2 separate regions of the Mus musculus genome follow, and region 2 is linked to region 1. A link is a contact called in public promoter capture Hi-C data. All regions are on one chromosome and are shown on one strand. The core of a region is the stretch at or near the end of the contact, and the rest is flanking DNA. Distances in the headings are between cores, read along the strand shown.

Region 1 (3,652 bases), core at 408-2,907:
GAGAGTTCCATGACAGCCAGGGCTACACTGAGAAACCCTATCGCAAAAAACAAAAGAAACAATAAATAAGAAAGAAATGAGTGTAAGTAAGTCAGAGTTTTGAAGCTGGACAATGGCGTTGCACACCTTTAGTCCCAGCACTAAAAAGGCAGAGACAGATATCTATGAGTTCAAAACCAGCCTGGGCCTGGTTCACTGAGCAAGTTCCAGGACAGCCAGGGCCACACAGAGAAACCCTGTCTTAGAAAAACAATAACATGCACAGAGTTTTGCAATCCAGTCAGTGGCAGTGGGACTGGGTTCAGTCTGTGATGACTTACTAAGAAGGTGGCATAAGGTCAGTAAGATGGCTCAGTGGCTAAAGGCGCTTGGTGCCAGATGTGACAACATGACTTCAATCCCAGGACCCTCAAGCTGGAAGGAAATAACCATTTACATGTGGCCCTTTGATCTCCGTATGGATGTATCTGTTTGGTGCAGCATGCACACATGCATAAACACATACACCAAAATAAGATAACAGAAATATGACGCAGTGCATGAGGGCTCAGTGGTAGAGCATTTGCCAGGCATACATAAGACATTAAACAAAACTTGTAGCACTGCTTAATAAACAACCTCTCTGGTCCCCATCGCCACCACAAGACTACCAAGAAAGTATTAATATAAAGTAGGGTGGTGTATATCTCTGATATCAACCAGCACTTGGGAAGCAGAGGCAGGTCTATCTCGTTTTTTGGCCAGCCTGGTGAGGTCCAGACCAGCCAAAGTTACATACTGAGATACTGTCTCTAAAACAAAAATATGTATCAGATAATGTACAAGAATTTTTATTAGTTCTGTTATATTGGTGGCATTTTGGCATTAATTGAAAAGATAATACGATTACTTGTTATGTTGATTACACAATTAAGTCTTCAAGGGTGAAGGTATACTGATATTCATATATTTATATAATTTACTATATGATGTAAGCAAATATGGAAAAACACTTAGCGGTCACTCCTAGGTGCGATGGACTGCACGCCTGTACCTTTGGGAACCCACATACTGAAACTATAGGATAGCAGTAGCAAGTCGGGAATGAAGCATTTATGTCATGGAGAGTTCTTCTCTCCATGAAAAAACTCGGCGACAATCTTGCCGGTGGGTACAACTATTACCTCTACTTTACCAGTAGTGGCCAAGCCCATGTCACTATTAAGCGGAGCAACTTGAGTTCCTCGTCTTGACCGACCGACCCCACCAGGGAAGTCTAAATGTAAAACCTCAGTGCTCAGCCTAGCGATTGTAAGCGATCAGTGAGTGCTTGTCTGCGACCACTTCTCGTGGAGCTGGAGGGCTTCGCGCCGAGCTGGGGAAGACTGCGCCGGAGAGGGCTCCAAGCCGAGGGAGGGGTCGCGGCCAGCCTGAGTCACTTACCTCGTCGCGGCATTGCTTTTGGCACATCTGGCAGTACCAGCGAAGCTTCTGGAGCCCTTTGGACTTAATTCTATTGGCGATGGCCTTGGGGCTCAGAAAATCCGACTTGCCCATGGCGACCCTGAGCGCTACAACTACAAAGCGGTCGGAAGCGGAACTGGCTCAGCGCGGGGACAGGCGGGACCGAAATTGACAGCAGGAAATGGGTGGGGCCAGGGAACTCGCGGCTTCGGCGCTCACGAGATTTAGCGAGACCGAGGACGCAGGCGGAGCGGGCCGGGGCGCCTGAGCTCCCGCGCACGCGCACTGAGTCCCGTCTGCCCGACCTTCAAGGCTCCACCATGTTCTCGCGGGCGAGCGTTGTCGGGCTGTCGGCCTGCGCCGTGCAGCCGCAATGGTAGGACCACATCGGGAGGGATGCGGGGGCTCGGGCTTGCTGCGAGGCAGGAGGGATGGAGCTGCATGCTCACTCCTGGCGGAAGAAGGCCCCAGCTCAGGCCGCGGGGATGTCTGCAGAGCTGGAAGGTTGCGTGCCGGACCCCTGGTAGGGGTCAAAGAGAACAAGGTCACGGTCTGATCCCCTGAGACTGGAACGGCCATCCGGGACCTCGGGACCCGGACGGGATTCGGGTTGAGCTTTGGAGCCATCTGGGTTTCGATCAACTCCGTACTTCCGCTCCGTACCCGGGAGCACAGCTTGCAAAGTCTTTAGAAAGGCCCTGAAGGTGAAGGGGCGACCGGGGAACGTTTGGTTGTAACTTTTGGCTTTGAAGCCCTGTGAAACACTGCACGGGGGAGCAGCGTGACCCTTTAAGGTGTGATGGCTTGCTTGAGCTCTTTGGTAAGGCATTCACTGTGTAGCCATCCGACTCTTTGCTGGGTACTGGAGAAACGAAGGAACTCAAAATCAGCCCCCGCCTGAACCTGCTGGTCGCCTTGGTGCTAAAGGGGTTTAAAAAAATCTGCCGATGAGGAAGAGAAAGACATTGCCATTGTCATCATGCCCTCGTGTTGAAGTACAATCTCTGCAAGGTCATAAAACTGTCCCAAGGTCCCTCGGTAGGAGGAGGAGGCCTTAATACAGTTACATTTGTTAGCCTCCATTTGATAAAGGGATACCATAAGGTTGGGCGACTTTAAATACTAATCCTCTGTGCAAAATAAAATAGTTGTATATTAGAATGCCCAGGGAAGGTCAGGTAAAACGTGACTTATGGGTGACGTTGTATAATAACATGAACTACTTTGAAGCTAGACTGCTAGAAGAACTGGTGCTAAGGAGATTGTTAACTGTGGACAGTGTTTTAGTGGTTCCTTGTTTTTATGGTACAGAGGATTATTAAGGCGCTCCAGCACTGAACTAGGGTTTTGTAACCTAGGTTAGAGAACTGCCAAGAACTAGTTGAAATAGTTCTTTCATTAAGCAAAGAATTTGTAGCAATATGCTAAGACTCCAAAGTAGTGAGGCAATTAAATACGATAGATATGAACTATGTATTGGAAGAATGTTGGTGGTGCACACCTTTGATCTCAGCAACTCAGGATGCAGAGGCAGGTGGGTGTCTGAGTTCTGGGCCAGCCTAGTCTGCAAAAGGAGTTCCAGAGAATGTGTGTGTGTGTGTGTGTGTGTGTGTGTGTGTGTGTTCGTTCAGATGTTGTTAGATTAACCTTGGAAGTCAGCTTGAGTTACTTATATGGAGGTCAATAACAGTTGCATTCTCAGTTGTGTCTCCTTCAGCCAGTAGATATTTGTGGAGTGCCTGCCCTGCACCAGTTGGCACTTCTTAGGTGATAAGATGTGAAGGGTCTTTGTTGGCATCCAGTGGTCCTCAGCAAACATCAGCTGTCTCCCGTGTTTGTGTATACAATGTGTGAAAAGACTATTCTTTTGTCAAGTGTAGTGAGGCCACTGTCAGAATTTGATACGCTTCCAATGTTTTCTTGAGAGTTAGCTAGGTATTAGCTGGTTAGGTGTTCACTAGTTAGCTAGTTGGGTGTTTTCCTTAACTCTACACTATGTAGCATCACACACTCCCAGCATTCCTTCCAGACTGCTGATTCGTTCATAGGCATCAAGTCTAACTCCTTCCTCTACCGACTTGAAGTCTTCAAATAACACTGTATGATCAAAGAAGATGCTGATACTTTCTCACAGTCCACTTGCTTCTCCATCAGCATGGTGGGTAGGGCAGGTTTCTGTACCAGCCTCCAGAGGATGAGTCGGGACATG
Region 2 (3,652 bases), core at 639-3,138, 2.3 Mb before region 1:
TGAAGTACTGTGAAATTTCACAAGTTATTGTTGGTTTAGACTGTAATGACTGAAGAAAGCTTTATGTAAAATAACATGCATATTCTGTCTTATAAAATAGCTAAGATTCACTGTATAAAATTAGGTTAAAGAAAACTCTAGGACCAATAAAATAGCACATTAGTAGATTAACACATAAAACAGATTAATGAGTTTGATGCCTAGCCTGAAACATGCCTTCCATCCTCAGGAATGAAAGACCCCATTACCTCAGGTTTTCCTCTTATACTACATGTGTGCCATGCTATGCAAAAACCCATATGTGCAAGTGTGTTTACACACACACACACACACACACACACACACACACACACACACACACAGACACACACACACAGACACACACACAAATAAATAAATGTAATTTTTTTTTTTTTTTTTGAGACAGGGTTTCTCTGTATAGCCCTGGCTGCCCTGGAACTCACTTTGTAGACCAGGCTGGTCTTGAACTCAGAAATCCATCTGCCTCTGCCTCCTAAGTGCTGGGATTAAAGGTGTGTGCCATCATGCCTGGCATGAATGTAATTTTTTAAAAAATAATATAGAGAATACAAGAGACATTTTTAAAAACTCATGAGGAAGGCCGTGGTCACAACAGGTATTTTTAGCAATCCCCTGGTACTACAGGGAAGAATGCTTTAAAAAAACTATACATTAGGAAACCCTTGTTTTCAAACTGGGTGATTTAAAATGAGTTCATTTATCTTAACTAGTTAACGTGGAACAAGATAAGATATCTGTATTTTGAAATCAGCAAACTATGTGTCTTGAAAAATTACTATATTAAATAGCAAGGTGCCTAAAATGTGAGTCATTGGTGTTGCATCAAATTGCCACAAAATATCTTAATGAATAAAATATCCCTTGTTTTGTGAATATATTCCATATGCCAGAAAGGACCTGGATCCTTTTACACATTTTTTTTCTTTTATACCTCACAATATGTGTAATGGTGATAAGTGTATGGCAATTACTAATTTAGGGAACAACAATCAAAGGTGGAGTGAAGCTAACTTGATATTCAGCATGGAAGAGTCTGGGGTTTTCATGACTCAGAGTCCGACTTCCAAATAAGTATGAAATACTGCATTCCAGAAACAAATAAGCAAACAAACACCCCAATGTCCACAAACTTTTATAATGCACATTTGCCCTTTCCATTCCTAATTGTCAAAGCCAACCAATGAAAATTCTTTTTTAAATGCCACAAATAGTTTTCATACTAAGTATAATGGAATGTTAATCCTTGAATAAAACCTGGGTCTTTAATCCCAAGTACTGCCAACATAGGGGCCTTAAAATTTCGATATGAAATCTGTGCTATTTATCAATTGGTTGGTTTAGGTCAGCTTAGCCCCAGTTAGCTTTGTAATGTGTTATACCTGTAGAGGTATTTTAAATACACAAATGCATTTACAGGTGTAACTAGCTAATGACTTGGTTGGATTTTTTTTTTTTTAAGGTTTATCAAGAGACTGAGGAAGGCAACTTTCAACTCAAGGGTATAGCCCATCCTCTTATAATTCTAGCTTACATAATATTCTAGATTTCAAGGACCAGGTAACAGCAAAAGCCTCAAAGCCTGCTACAAAAGTAGAGCAGAAATCAATTTTTTAAAAAAGGTTAAGAAAAAAAGTAGAGCAGAGTCCAGGAGAGGAGGTCTCAGCCCCCTGGTAGGGCAGTGCAAAAGTCAATAGTCCAACTATCCCCAAACAGGACAGCTCCCAAAAAAAGCCAAAGTCTCCTAGCGTTTAGAGACTCTCTCTCCACTTCTGCTTCCGGGGAAGAGATTTTTTTTTTTTCTCCCAGCCCTCCGCGGGGGCGGGGCTAAAGGAAGCCGGAAGTCAGGCCGCTTCCGGCAGGGGAAACTCCTAGTTGCCGCTTCGCCCGGCTTGACAGGCGGTCTGTGCCGGCAGTGTGCTGCCCTCACCCATCTCGACCTCCCGTTCGCGTCCGACCGCTGCCGTCCCGCTGCCCTTTTCTCGAGCCTCCCCTTCCCTATGTTCCGGGACCGGAGTCCGAGAAGCAAAGACCCACTTCTTGTCCAGTTCCCATCATGTCCGAAGTGACCAAAGAGCTGCTGGAGCTGGTGTGGGGCACCAAGAGCAGTCCCGGACTGTCGGACACCATCTTCTGCCGCTGGACGCAAGGTACCAAGGCAGGGCTCCGTTCCAGCCGCTCAGCTTGGGCTCCGGGAGTCGGGCCAGGACGCCTCTTTCGGTCCCATTACCCCCGCTCCACCATCTCGCCCCGACCCCATCACCTCGGGTACCTGGCGCTTGGCCCCAATGCCCATTCTTCACCAGTACCCGTGCTTGGTCCCAGTAACCACGCTTTAGGCACTCGGGGCACCCGCGTTCTGTCCCAGTAGCTCCAGCCCCTCCGGTCCCCTCACTCCTTCCCTGTGCTCGCGCTTAGTATCCCGGCTTCAGTCCCTCTAGTATCCGCACTCTTTCCCCGTACCAGCCCTTGGTCCCAGTACCCCAGCTGCGGCTGCTCGGCTTCCCGCACTCGCTTTCTTTCCCTGTACCGGCGCTTGGTACTAGTACAACTCTAATCTTCCGGTACTCGCACTCTTTCCTACAGAGTTTGATCCCAGTACCCCTGCTCTGACCACTTTCGGGACTCTGCGCTCAGTTCTAGATCCCGGACTTGATTCCAATAACCCGGCTCAGACACCTCGGGTACTCTGTGTTAGGTTCTATTGCCATTGCTCTGGCCTGTTGGATACCCAGAGCTAGTACCCCTGCTCCAATTAGTGGTTCTCAGCCATCCTAATGTTGTGACCCTTTTATGCAGCTCCTCATGTTGTGGTAACCCCTAATTATAAAAGTATTTTGTATAAAAGTACTTCATAACTGTAATTTTGCTACGGTTACGTAGTAATATAAATATCTAATATGCGACTCCCAGGGGGTCGCGACCCACAGGTTGAGAACCATTGCTCTAAATGGCTTTTGATGAGGAAGAGTTTGAGTGAGAGAGTGTTTACCAAAGAACGCAAGTGCCTCTGCCACTCTGGGCTAACCTGCTGCAGGAGTGAAAGGGGAGGGGCCCTGGGACTGCAATGTGTGATACAAAGAGGGTGCCACTGTTAAGATCATTACATCTCCAGCCTTCGAGTGAGCTTTAAGTTATCGTCAGTGTTTGGAATGTTTTTTGGATGGGTGGTGGGAGGGTGGAGATCTAGGTGAGTAATACGGGAAAGCAGTTTCATGTTGTAATTAATGTGGTTAGGTGTGGTGCTCTGAATGGAAACACAGTGTTGCTTGCTGCTAGATTGTTCCCTTGTCTTCAAGTATCCCTGATTTTGTGATGGCATCTGATATTGTTGGTTACATTCTTTAAAGGAATATGGATCACAGCCCTTCCTCTGCTAGTCTAATGATGCTCAGAGCTACTCTTAGAGGGCAGTGATAAATGTTGCTGTCGATAGTCTTTTGGGATTATGGGAGTAGTCATAGGGCACGGACTTCCTGCATTAGTAAAGTGGCTTGATTTTTGTGGTCGATAACTGCATTGAATTGACAGCTGTAACCTCAGTCTTCGGAAAATAAGATGCAGGTATAAAATGGTTTGTAGAGCAAAGGTACACTCAGAGAGTTTGCATTTG

Evidence for each region. Capture Hi-C pulls out chosen DNA fragments and counts their contacts.
Region 2: a contact with region 1 is called in a promoter capture Hi-C map of liver, with 4 times the contacts expected there. The contact joins the promoter of Mindy3 here to the promoter of Atp5c1 in region 1. A contact is called at or near these places in 2 of 39 promoter capture datasets (liver and pre-B cells) and 2 of 9 other capture datasets (adipose tissue and liver).

Annotation. Positions count from the first base shown.
Region 1 is chr2:10,078,515-10,082,166 of GRCm38.p6, reverse strand. It overlaps Atp5c1 (ATP synthase, H+ transporting, mitochondrial F1 complex, gamma polypeptide 1), which reads left to right and starts at 1,657. Exons shown (of 10, transcript NM_020615.4): 1 at 1,657-1,819. The coding sequence starts at 1,764. It overlaps Kin (Kin17 DNA and RNA binding protein), which reads right to left and starts at 1,555. Exons shown (of 5, transcript NM_025280.2): 1 at 1,423-1,555. The coding sequence starts at 1,536.
Region 2 is chr2:12,417,696-12,421,347 of GRCm38.p6, reverse strand. Mindy3 (MINDY lysine 48 deubiquitinase 3) reads left to right here and starts at 1,888. Exons shown (of 15, transcript NM_024185.4): 1 at 1,888-2,189. The coding sequence starts at 2,096.